4 separate regions of the Mus musculus genome follow, and all the other regions are linked to region 1. A link is a contact called in public HiChIP or PLAC-seq and promoter capture Hi-C data. All regions are on one chromosome and are shown on one strand. Each heading gives the region's core, a stretch centred on a gene start, on an enhancer-like site or on the middle of the called end of the contact. The rest is flanking DNA. Distances are from core to core; before and after follow the strand shown.

Region 1 (3,157 bases), core at 188-2,687:
GGTAAGTTAGGCAGCTGACTTCGGTAACTGGGTAAGAGGCAGGCTGAGGGAGGATTTTACCCAGCATCTTTAAGAAAACTGGGAGGGATCTGCTTACAAAGGAGCCAGTGAAAACAGGGTTCTCTTCGTAGGTGCTCTTTGGAGAAGATGGTCAGTGGGGACTTCCAATTTTATGATGATATGTTAGAAGTAGAGACTACCCAGTTTCAGAACAGTGATAGAAACTGGTCCCTGAATGGTTAGACATCTGCAACACTGGAAAGGGTGGTCTTGGAAAAGCCTATGTGTATGGATCTTTCTTGAGTCTATGGCAATAGCTTCAGAAAGAAAACAAGGAGTTGGGAGGGGAACGCACAAGCATGTTTCAAAGAGATACTTACAGAAATGTTTTGCTATGCCAATACTAATTGTATGAAGTCATGGTTTCATTATGACATGCTCGCACACTTACACAATGCACTTCAATATATTCACCTTCTCTTGTTCCTTCTACCCCACGTTGGCTCCTTTCTTCCCAAACTGTCCCACTGGGGACTCTCTGAATTAAAATATATTTGGGTCATGTGGTCCAAAACACACTTATTCTTCATATCCAATTCATTTACCTGCTTTGTTTCATGAATAAATGAATAGGCTGAATATATAAAAACTCGCAAGGTTCAATCTTGCAACTGGATCATGGTAAAAATTAACAAGTATCTTGAGGCAAAATGAAAATAAAACAAATGAAACATCCCCAAAACAAGTGCCAACTACAAAGTCGTTGTTTAAGAAATTTGCACCGAATTTGAATACAAATTAGTCTTCTATAATAAAACATCAAGAAAAGTTGCTAAATTATAGCTAGGAAAATATGTCAAACCCCAAATTATCTGTTACAGTTAATTTGGACAGTGTTTGATGGTAAAAGTTCTTACTTGAAACAATACATTTACCCTTTCTCACTAAAAGAAATATAAACAAATCGTACTCTGTAAGAAAGATAATGGGTGAGTTAGGCTGCACAGAGGAGTTCTGTGTTTAATGGGTCTCCTTGGAACGTTATTTTGTGTTAGGGCCTTTAACAGAATTGTAGAGTCCCTACACGAAAAGGAAAGGAGGAGACCAAGATATCTGCAGCATGCATTCCTGCCTGCTGAAGTTTGAGTGCGCGCGCGCGCACACACACACACACACACACACACACAGACACACACACACACACACACACACACACACACACACAGACACACATCACAAACATGTTAACCCTCTGTGAGATCTGGTTTAAATAAACAATCAAATGGAAAGTTAGCCAAGTAATTTCAAAAGAAGAAGAAGAAGAAATGTCAGTTAAGCAGGGCAGTGAAGCCTGAAAGGATGAGAAACTAAAATCCTGCCTGGGTAGATGCTGGTGCTGGTTTGCATGGAGCAGTAATTCTGCTAAAAGGAAGTAAAACCACTTCACGACATGTGCTGTCCTAAGATAGGACAAGCACGGGGCCAGTGTGAGAAAGTGGAGAGCTTCACAGAGGCTGTGCAAAAAAAAAGTCTCTTCAAAAACATTTTCTATGGTAAACTCAGAGACAGTCCAAAAAAAGCCCCAGTCTTTCTGCCCACATTTTAAAACAGCGCTTTGGAGCGGCAGTGAGCAGGGGAAAAGGAAGCACACATACGTGGTTTTCCACTCAGTAAACACCTCAGAAGCAAAAAATGGAATCAAAAGCATTCTATGTCTCTCTTGAAATATGTGCTGCTATTTGGAAATTACACCATTTTAGAAGATTAGTTCCATAGTTTTAAGGTGTCATGTACATGTTAACCCTGTGTGAGATCTGGTTTAAATAAACAATCAAATGGAAAATTAGCCAAGTAATTTCAAAAGAAGAAGGATAAATGGCAGTTAAGCATGACATTTTTACACTTATATTTTCGGAGCATAAAATTATTTTTTATGAACAAATAAATGCTATTTTTTATGAGTGAATTTCTGCTATTTTTAGAATATTGTGCCAGCTAGCATTTTGGAGAAGTATAATAACCATTTCTGTTTCCAGCCACCAAATTGTTATTCTTTTGGCATAATATAGATTCAGGAATGTGAGACTGTGGACCCTAGACCAGTGATATTGAAACCTATCATTTGGAAGTCAATGATGAATGCATGTGTGTGGCTCATTGCTAAGAAGAGCCTGCATTTAAGTTGGCTGGGAAACCGCAGCCTCCTTTTCGCTCAGAATGCTTTGGCCTGTGTGGAGGCTGAGGGCCCACCTTAAGATAAATTCACCAGAGAGCATGGCCACACTTAACTTCAGGGACCCAGGAGGTGGGAAACACCACCTCTCGACAACCTTCTAATATACAGATTCAACTTTCTTGATGCTATGTTTCAAAATTATACTCTACTGGGACAATTATCAATTTAGACGTGACCGTATGCAGATGTCACATTCTTCTGACCACTTGAAAGGACAAAAATTATAACGTATGGTAAATGGATTTCCTGATTATACATTATAGGAAAATGAGGTACAGAGTGACTTTAGAGTTCAATGAAGCTTTTATAGTTTCATTTGATTAAAAATATTGTTTCTTATGAACCAATTTAGGCTTTTATGATGTAGTCACGTGAAGGATAACAGATTCTACCTCTGCTCCTACAAGTGTCTAATAAACAATGAAAGCAGTGTAAATAGTCAAGATTTCAAATATAGTGGTAATTTTTCCCCACAGTTAACTTAAAAGCACTTTTCTGCCTTTTCTACTTCATTTGATTTTACTCACTCCTACTTTAGGAAGCTGTAAATTTAGAGAACACCCTCCTGGCTGCAAACGTTATGAGGCAGGTTCTTGGCTTTGTTGCACAGTGCTCTGTTGAGCATGCTCTCCTCTGAGCCCATAGGGCCACAACTTTCTTGGACGCTTAGGCATTAGGAGCCTTGTCATTTATTCTTTGCTTGTTTTAACTTTCAATTATAAATAAAAGCACATAATATTTATAAGCACAAAGCTGAAGCTAATATTTGGGCTTGTTAATTCTTGCTCTCTTCCTTCCATCTCTATATTCTACAAGATACCAAATCTTGTCCAAATTTCTTATGAAAAAAAGGCTGCTTGCATTTTTTATTTTTAACCTTTTTTTTTTCTGTAGGCTTCAATCCCCATTTGACCAAGTCTT
Region 2 (3,157 bases), core at 242-2,741, 2.0 Mb after region 1:
CAGTTTCTGACCTTGCTTTACAGGGACACTGTATATCTTTAAAAGTTGAAAAGTCTCTATTTAGATAATTTATTAACAGCTATATTAGTAGCTTGCTTCAGCTGCTCCCACAGGGGCTAAACTATTGCCAAAAACCACTCCAAATTTGACAGATCCAAGCTAAATGAGAGCCACGTTTCACATCTCAGTTTAAAGTAAGGAGCACACCTGTTTCTACAAGGACGCTTGCACTCCCTTATCTAGGTCTTTTCTAAAAACAAAATAAAAAGCCCACATCTTAGATGTAGAGGATGTCTGTCAGTTTTGTGGAACCAGTAGCAAGTTGCATACATACATACATGTACTACCTCAGGAAGTATCTGTTTCAGATCCTCAAAAGCATCCATCAAAAGCAGAAAAGATTAGATCTAAAGCAATGCATATGGGTGGTTACGTTGCCTTAGGTATGCTATCCCTCTAAAGCGCTCTCCCTCCCATTCTTAGTACAGCTCTCTGAAATTACTGACTAATACCCAGAAGCCATTTGAAACAATGTGTTCTTCTATCAGTCTTTCCCTCACCATGTCTTAATCAGGAATCAAAAGACTCCCGTCTTCGCGCATCTGTCTCTATTCCTCTAAAATGACAGGAAAGCAAAATAAACAATCTGGACACTACGGTCTGACTGTTCATCTGTAATCCAAGTGCCAAGCTGCACTTTGGCCCAGTAAGGTAATGACATGTCAATCTACTAAAGATTAGAAAGTACACGGAATCAAAGCCATCAGCCTCAATTCTCTTTACCTCTCTGAATTATCTATGGAATCTATGGCTTCAGAAAACTAGAACATGTTGCATACTGCACTGCTGACAAACGTCCTGAAAGTGATCATCAATGGGTATCGTGAGCATGTTTTCATCCACCCGGTCTAGACCGGAAAGCGACCTCTCAAATCCCTAGGTACTACATATTAATTGCTGCATATTAATATTTGGTCTTGACCTTCGGCAGGGAGCAAGAGAAGACTCACAGGGCACAAGCCAGTTCAGCACTTAGGACAGAATCACCCCGATCCTATTCTCCAGGGCCAATTTTAAACCTAAGCAACAACTGCAAACTTCCTCCCTCTTCCATTCCACTCGCTTTTATTTTTATTTTTCCCTTTCCTCCGGACGTCCCCCGCAAAGATTACATCTCTGATTTCTAAGTCGCCGCGTCAGACTGGGACGCTTCGGAGCAGATGCTAAGGGGACAGGCAGAATGGCCCGGAAAGGGCTGCCCAAAACCGGGAGGTAAGAGTCCTTCCCGAACCGGGGACAGCGCCCCACGGTGACCCCCCGATCGACGTCCTGCCCCGCCCCGCCCCACAGCCACCGTCACCTGTCCTCTAGCAGGGGCGCGGCGACACGGTTATGTCCTCCACCACAGCCGCGGCCCCGGAGACGTTCATGACCGACTCTAGGTTCTCCGGTGTCTGGGTCCGCTTCTGCCACCGTCGCCGCCGTCGCCGCCGTCCCCGCCTTCCGCACCGACAGCCGCCGCCACGTCCGCAAACCTGCGGTGCGTCATCGCGTAGAGTAGGCGGAGGTGCGAGGGCGCGGGCGGAGGCGGGGAACCCAGAACCCCGCGGCCAACCGCAGGCCCACGCCAGCACGCAGGCGCGCCGATGCGGCCGGGGCGGGGCCTGATTTCAGCCCCGCCTCTAGCCCCGCCCGTCCGGGGGCCGCCGGGCCGTGTTGGACTCCTGCAGTCTGTGAATCTAAACCCAACGGGTCCTCCTGGCTAAGAAACGTACTGAGCGGAGGGCATGCTTGAGGAAGAGCCAATGGAGAGCCGCTGTGCATTTCTTAATGCTCTGTATCTGGCACTTTCTTCTCGGTGGGGCAGAAGAAAGCAAAAACACTGGGCCGTGCTTTACCATATCGAACGAGCCCTAGAGCAGCAAACAAGACAGGCAGAGTGCCTTGGGTCTGTAGGTCAGCAGAGTGAGCCACCTAGCCAAGCTAAGCTCACAGTGCCCTGGAGCTGCACTTTGATGGGACAAAGTTGTCAACAACTTGTAACTAACCTACTTGGATTTGAAAATTAACAGGACGCCATTGGTGTTGCACTATCTATGGCAGTGAAATAAATACCTCTCTTCTGACTTTTTTTTTTTTTTTTTTTTTTTTTTTTAGAAATTTGCCGAAGTGGTAAATACAGTGTTTGTATTTATGCGAATGATGTATGACATTTTAAAGGTGCACCTGGTGTTTTGTGCTGACGACCGACAATGCACTTGACTAAATGCTTACCCATTTAGGTCAACATTGCCTAAAGACGTACCACACTTTTCTTTACAGTCCGAATACTTAGTAATTATAAAGCCTTTGGAACGCTGTTCCAATTTCCAAAGGGTTTTTTGTTTGATTGTTTGTTTGTTTGTTTGTTTGTTCTGTTGGTTCCTTGGTCGGTTGGTTTTCTGAGAAGTGCCTCTGCAAGGACTGGGATTTTACTTACATTGCAATAAGCGCCTTTTACTTGAAAGGACAAGGCACTGTGCTGAACAATGCTACAAAGAACTCCAGGCAAAGACAACCGGGGAAAAAAAAGTTTGCCCAAGTTATTCTTTGAGCTCTTGCCCCTGTGACACCGCTGTCTGTAACCATTTATCACGGAGACATTTTCTCATCAGGAGACAAAGGATATATTCCGTTCTTGATGTGTAGGGCCTCGGCTGTTCAGGCCTCATGAATGTTAATGGAATGCAACCGTCTTTTTGCAAGTAGGTTACTTTTCTTATTTTAATGTCAATAGGCCATGGAATCCTTGGGAGAGTCTGAGGGAGAACGAATTCCAAGCATTTCTTCAGGACTACTACCTGTTTGCTTTGAAGAAACATCCTACACGAGATCTGCAAAGCTTTTGAATGATTGTTTGTATCTAACTAAAATCGAGTATTTGTTTACCAAAAGGGCACACTATGTGTATATTTTATTATTAGACTATACAAAAGAAGCAGTTAGCCACGAATGTTGGCTGAGTTCCAGAAAGTTGGCCGGTAAGAACAAGTATTTGTCTTTGGAAAAGAGGGTGTTCTCAGCAATCCGAAGGCCAAAAGTAGTAGGTTTTTTTTCAGATCTCATCTGCTATGTTGTCCGTTAAAATTGTTCAGTTGAGAAGTACATGATTCTAGGA
Region 3 (3,157 bases), core at 482-2,981, 1.6 Mb after region 1:
ATTACACTTGTCATAATATGACTGAAAATATATCTTCTGTTTAATGCCTGCTCTTACCTCCAACAATTAATATTGCTAATCCGGATGAAGGGTTTTTCTAGTTTTCTTCCCTGCTGTACCATCCATGGGAATTACAATGCCTGATATAGGTAGCTTCTTGGCAGGAATATGTTAAATGGATGATTTTTTTTCTACTTAGAAATGCCTTTCTCAGTTACCTAAAAATAATTAAATTATGAAATACTCTAAAATTCAAGATTCCTCCTAACTCGGATCTGATTTTTGCTCATTTAGCCTGAAAGAGTGCAACTCTGTTATGAAGGATAACATGGAGCCCTATAAAAGTGCTGTAATATATCTTTCTTAGAAATCTTACAATATATTTTCTAAAAAAATCAGTCTAATTTGTTCTTTCAGTTTTATTTGAGGTCTGAGAAGATCCTAATTATGATAGCATTGTTTAATAATTACAATGGCTCATACAGTTATCTAATACTAAAGCTTCAAGTTCCATTAATTTTATGTTAAAGTTAGTCACCAAAGCTAAATGCGATAGTTTTAAAATGTGGCCACAAGTTCTTGATATACTTCTTTTAGAAGCCAGAGTCCATATTTGACATTTGAATATGGGACAGCCTATGACTGTCAGACCACAAACTTCTCAGGTCACAATAGGTTATGCAACCTCTCCCTCATTCTCTGTGATGCTTACTCCTGTGTAAGACAAAGACTACAGATGTCTGATTACTCTGGGATTTCCACAGTGAAGCCCAGATAAGTTTCCAACTGTCTTAGTTTTGTTTCCTGTTGATGTGATAAAACACTCTGACCAAAGCAATTTAGGATAGAAAGGGTTTATTTCAGTTCACAGTTCTCAATCATGTGCTATCACACCAGGGAAGTCATAGCAGCAGGAACTAGAGACAACTGGTCACATGGTATCCTTAGTCACAGGAAGAAAACAATTAATCCATGCATGTTTTGTGCTTTGCTGGCTTTCTCCAAACTAAATCCCAACCCCAGGGCATGGTACCAATCACTTTTAAGTTGGGTCTTCCCAACATAATCAAGACATATTTCTGTGGGTCACCTTGATTCAATAAATACTTCATTGCTTCAATGCTTCATGTTTCTCAGTGAAAGACACACACACACACACGGCCTTTATATTCTAATATGTCTTATCTGCACAATAAATGGGCCACTGCCTAGCCTCCACTGCCTCCCACCAATAATACTGAGCTACCCCTTATTAAATTCTGCGTTGTATCCTGGCTGCCCTGGACTTAGTAGGGCAGCCCTCTGGGCCACACTCTCCTTGCTTCTTCATAAGGCAGTCATGCCTCTCAGCCCTCCACTCTTCTCAGGCATGGTATGTCTCCTCTCCTCTCCTCTCCTCTCCTCTGCTCTCTTTCTTCTCTTTCTTTCCTTCTTCCTCTCCTCTCCCAAGCCCAGGAATCCTAATGTCCTGCCTCTTTCTGTCTGTCTCTTCTTCCCAGCTATTGGCTGCTGCCATCTTTATTTACCAATCAAGATTAACTGGAGGCAGGGTCCCTCAGTGTCTTATATGAGTTTTCTCCCATACAAACAATTTTGAGGACCCAAATTAACATTAGAATACAAACAGCGTTAGGCCAAACCCACTACAGGAAGTAACTTAGTATGCATGGATAAGCAATTCATACACCAGAAATGTAAGCTGGGTTACATATCTTTTGGCCTATAGTATATTATTTACATCCTGACCACAGTTTCCTTCCTCCCCTCTCAGTTCTTTCTCCCCCCTTCCCTCTTCCCCAACACTACACCCACTCCACTTCCACTTCTCTGCAGGAAAGGACAGACCTCCCATGTGTATCAACCAGCCATGATATATCAAGTTGCAGTAAACTAAACACCTCCTCTCCTAATGAGGCAGGATGAGGCAATTTAATAGAAAGTAAAGGTCCAAAAAGTAAGCAACAGAGTTAGAGACGGGCCCGGCTCCCACTGTTAGGAGTCACAAAGAAGACTAAGCTACACAATTATGATATACGTACATAGGGCCCATGCCAGTCCTATACAGAGTTTTTGGTTGGTAGTTTAGTCTCTGTGAGCCCTTATGTTCCCATGTTAGTGAATTCTATGAGTTTTCTTGTGGTGTCTGTGACCCCTCTGGCTCCAAAAATCCTTCACTACAGCCCCCATCCCCCACTCTTCTGCAGGATTTCCCAAGCTCTGCCTAATGTTTGGCTATAGGTCTTTATATTTGTTTATATCAGTTGCTGGGTGAAACCTCTCTGATGACAATTGGGCTAGGGACCAATCCTAGGCATATACCCAAAGGACACTTGCTAACATATGGTTATAGCAGTTTTACTCATAATAGCCGAAAACTGGAAACAACCTAGATGTCCCTCAACTGAAGAACAGGTAAAGAAAATATGGCACATCTACACAATAGAATATCACTCAGGTGTTGAAAACAATGACATCATGAAATTTACAGGCAAATGGATAGAACAAGAACATCATTCGGAGTGAGGTAATCCAGATCCAGAAGGACAAACATGGTATGCATTCACTTTTAAGTTGATATTAGCTCTAAAGTACTGGATAACAGACTCAGAGAAGCTAAGTAACAATAAGAGCTCAAGGGGGAAATGCATGAACCTCCCTGAAAAGGGGAAATATAATATGTCATATTTTCTATGTTGTTCTAATTTGTTCATGGTAAGAAACGATATGAGTAATATTTTAGTGTGCTTTATAAGCATTAACTCTATAAGCAAAGAACCTTATAGTACTATTGACTTTGATGTGCTCAAAGGCAGTGCTCCTTGGTTGCATCTTACCAAGATGCTGTAGTCAGACTATGGGACTACAGTCCAGCTTTGGTCCATCTGTTCAATATGAGGATAAAACATATGCTCCCTTGTCCGCAATGCTCAATGTACATACCCTGTTTTACATTATGAAAACAGTTAACTGAACCCCCCCAGTGAGAATGGCAAGAAGAGAAAGAAGCCTAAGACGTGTGAGTATTCTTTTCACACCATGTTTACTGAAACAAACAAGATTTTTTTTATCATCTGCAGCATATATTTCAAGATTTTCAAATTTTTTAATTATGTATGTGCATGTATGTATGCTTGGATGCAAGTGTGTATGCATGTTT
Region 4 (3,157 bases), core at 416-2,915, 1.5 Mb before region 1:
GAGAAGGGAAGGGAGTATTGGTCAGAAGAATTTGCAAACGGCAGGAATGAGAAGAGGTGGTGTGCTATTGGGATATAATGTGAAAAAAAAATTATGGAGGAAAAAGAAGGGAAAAGTCTAGTTCAATTCTCTCAAGCCAGCTAACAAGCATATTCTTCTCTCCCATCACTTACCACAACAGACCGTGGCATAGCTGGTTTAAACACTGAACAGAATTCCAATAATCTTTTTTCATAGTACTTGCAAAGTGTCAATTCTTCATGAGGCTCCAGAAACACTGGATCATTTGGAAGAACCTTTAGACAGAGCAGACATTTCAATGTAAGGTCAGTGAATTCATTGTAAGACCGTCTTATCTGTCCTGCTTAAATTGGACTTATACCACCAACAAAAAATAGACCTGAAGCTTTCTCTCTTTGTTAAGTTTACTAAGCATCAAGCAAAATATCTAGGAGAAGAATAAGCAAAAATCAATAAACTGAATCTAGGCTTTCATTTTACAAGTTCTCAAACTGTCAGCTGGACATTTTTAAACAGTCATGACAGAGTATGTGTCAATTCACTCCCAGGTTTGATACCATTATTTGTAAATTAAAAAAAAAATACATATTTTCATGGGTTGGAACTCTCCCAAAGTAGCTTTTGCAGTAAATCCATATGTCACCAAAATTAAAATAACTCAGTTCATTGTCTACCTGTTTTGTTGGTACAAATTTTATTTGCCTGAAATTTGTAGAAGCTACTATAAAGTTATCCAGGGCCGTACACAGAAATGAATGGGAGAGTTGTAGGAAGACCTGGATAGAGGCCCATAGAACACGCATTACTTGTGTCAACTATTTTCTTTCCTTGTACAACCTTCTGTGTGAAGGTTGTTTCTGGAAAGCAGATCCAACAAGCCATCATCCCCCCATTTCAAGTCTTTGAAAAGTTCCTTTCAGTTTTGGCAAGAATTTCAACCGCCTTACACTTCCGCTTACAAAGTTGCTTGTGCACGTTCTTCAACCACTGCTGCAGAGGTACAGCTTCATCCATGAGTGACCACCAGCACTCCAGGCACTTGCCTGCCAGTCTGACTTTCCACTAGACACCAGCCTATGTGTGTGCCCTCCCTCCTGCCATCTACAGAGAATGATTTGTCGTGACATCCTGCAGGACAAGTGACCAGTTCGAGTCCCGCACTAAGTCCGCACTCTTCCAAGGCTCTTGCCAGTCCCCAGGATGTCACTCAGACCTCTGCCACCGCCAGCCCCGGACTTGGCTGTCGCGTCAGTCCCTGTCTGCACTGACACAGCCAGGCGAGCGCTCTACAGGCTTCCAGCCTGCAGGCAAAGCGGGACTTCAGGAGAGGTCCCAGGTTTAGGGTGGGCACAGGGGCTGGCTCGCGGGGACCTCACCTTCCCGTTAGCCACAGCTTTGCACTTGAATTTGCGGTTGGCGTCCGCCCGCAGGCGCGCCAGCTGCTCCTCGCTAGCGAAGGTCCAGTGCCGTTTCTGGCTGCTGCTGTGATACATGCTGTAGCCCTCACGGGCCGCAGGGCCGCGACAAAAACAGCGACACTCCGAGAGACAGCGACCACGAGCGACGGCCAACGCGCGAACCCCCGCCCCCGCCCAGACCGCGGACGCGTGCGTGACGTCCCGGTCACGTGCCAGCGTCTGCTCTGGAGTTTCCGGAGCCGGTGGGAGGTGTTCCGCAACGAGGGAGGGCGGAGCCTCGGGGCTCCCAGGCTTTGGGGAGGAGTCTGAAGGGCGTGACCCAGGAGGGTCAGAAAGTGGGCGTGGCCGCAGGGATCCAGGTTCCAGAGGACGCCTGGGCACAAAGAACCATAAGCCTTCATTTCTTTATTTTTTATTTTTATTTTATGCCCATTGGTGTTTTGCCTGAATGTATATCTGTGTGACAGCTTCAGATCCCTTGGAATGGGAGTTTCAGACAGTTATGAACTGCCCTGTGGGTGCTGGGAATTGAACCCAGTTCATATGGATGACACAGTCAGTGCTCTTAACCACACATACACACACACACACACATATATATGTATGTATGTATATATATGGATGGTGACGTGGTTATAGGTAAAAGTGGGAGGTGAGCACAATGGATTCTGGGAATATGGTGGCTATTGTCTTGGCAACAGGTCTGTGGGTCTCGCCTACATGATGTCACGAGTTTCAGAGGTCCTGATACCAACAGGGAGAGCACAAAGCAATCCCCCCACTGCCATAATTTGTGCAGTAGAGTTTCCTCTCATTTTTCCTGCCTTTCTCAGCTCCTTATTGTCTCATTATATACTAGAAATCCATATTTAGTTCATGGTGGTTTCAAATTTATGATCCTCCTGCCTAAGCCTCTCAAATTCTGGAAACACAGCCATGCATCAATGCCCTCTTTACATAATCTTTAGGCCACATTTTGCTGCATCTAATTGGAGATTATTCAAACAAAATGCATTCTAGTCTTCCTAGAAAAGGAACAAGTAAATTAACAGCTCAATGACAAAGATACTACTGTTTCATTGGACACCACCAAGACATAAATTATTAACTGGAAATTTTTCAGTGCTTTTTAAAAAAATAAACACAAATGTCTTTGTACAGCAGTTCTTAAACTGTGCTATGTACTATTTGTAGACAGACTAAGTTTTTTGAGCACCAATATAACTTGTAATCCAAGAGTTGTAATCAAAGATCTGGCTTTACAGAGCATTTATTGCCTCTTGGTCTTCAAAGAAAGGTTTTATGTACTTCACTAAAGTTACCTGCAAGACCGTCCTCTGCCACATATGAGGCCAGCACCGTGGGTCAATCAATGTGTACTCTTTAGTTGGTGGTCCAGTCCCCAGGAGCTCCAGGAGGTCTGGCCTGTTGACACTTGCTCCCTCCATGGGGCTGCAACCCCCCATCAGCTCCTTCAGTCCTTTCTCCAACTCCTCCACAGGGGACCCCTGAGCTAAGTCCAGTGGTTGGCTGCAAGCATCTGCCTCTGGAAGAGCATCTCAGGAGACAGCCATATCAGGCTTTCATCAGCAAGCACTTCCCAGCACTCACAATAGGGGCTGGGTTTGCTGGCTGTATATGTGATGTATCCCCAAGTCAGTCAGTCTCTATCTCGATGGCATTCCCTTCAGTCTTTCTCCACACTTTGTCTACATATT

The links. Promoter capture Hi-C pulls out the DNA fragments that hold promoters and counts their contacts. HiChIP or PLAC-seq counts read pairs in DNA pulled down with a chosen protein or histone mark.
Region 2: a contact with region 1 is called in a promoter capture Hi-C map of pre-B cells. The contact joins the promoter of Lysmd3 here to the enhancer-like site in region 1. A contact is called at or near these places in 3 of 39 promoter capture datasets (cranial neural crest, hippocampal neurons and pre-B cells), 1 of 484 Hi-C or Micro-C datasets (CD4 T cells), 2 of 115 datasets of contacts at active chromatin or transcription factors (embryonic forebrain and fibro-adipogenic progenitors) and 1 of 9 other capture datasets (liver).
Region 3: an SMC1A HiChIP or PLAC-seq map of large pre-B cells shows a contact between it and region 1, with 17 times the contacts expected there. The contact joins two enhancer-like sites. A contact is called at or near these places in 1 of 15 datasets of contacts at CTCF or cohesin (large pre-B cells), 3 of 484 Hi-C or Micro-C datasets (the C10 cell line, cortical neurons and cranial neural crest) and 2 of 115 datasets of contacts at active chromatin or transcription factors (fibro-adipogenic progenitors and large pre-B cells).
Region 4: a promoter capture Hi-C map of pre-B cells shows a contact between it and region 1, with 4 times the contacts expected there. The contact joins the promoter of Ccnh here to the enhancer-like site in region 1. A contact is called at or near these places in 3 of 39 promoter capture datasets (the C10 cell line, hippocampal neurons and pre-B cells) and 1 of 115 datasets of contacts at active chromatin or transcription factors (astrocytes).

The regions. Positions count from the first base shown.
Region 1 is chr13:83,648,296-83,651,452 of GRCm38.p6, reverse strand. All of the region lies in intron 6 of Mef2c (myocyte enhancer factor 2C), which reads right to left. It overlaps Gm52044 (a long non-coding RNA gene), which reads left to right. Exons shown (of 3, transcript XR_003950630.1): 3 at 1-3,157. Among named protein-coding and RNA genes, the nearest start is that of Gm52044, 12 kb to the left of the region's middle. Within about 2 kb of position 1,437, at least 70 of the 459 cell types and tissues checked have an H3K27ac peak or open chromatin away from gene starts, as enhancers often do. A contact at or near this core is called in pre-B cells, where this site is marked.
Region 2 is chr13:81,656,140-81,659,296 of GRCm38.p6, reverse strand. Lysmd3 (LysM, putative peptidoglycan-binding, domain containing 3) reads right to left here and starts at 1,491. Exons shown (of 3, transcript NM_030257.1): 1 at 1,361-1,491.
Region 3 is chr13:82,071,220-82,074,376 of GRCm38.p6, reverse strand. No RefSeq gene overlaps it. Among named protein-coding and RNA genes, the nearest start is that of Gm24295, 22 kb to the right of the region's middle. Within about 2 kb of position 1,731, at least 9 of the 459 cell types and tissues checked have an H3K27ac peak or open chromatin away from gene starts, as enhancers often do.
Region 4 is chr13:85,187,893-85,191,049 of GRCm38.p6, reverse strand. Ccnh (cyclin H) reads right to left here and starts at 1,665. Exons shown (of 9, transcript NM_023243.6): 1 at 1,398-1,665; 2 at 174-296. The coding sequence starts at 1,514.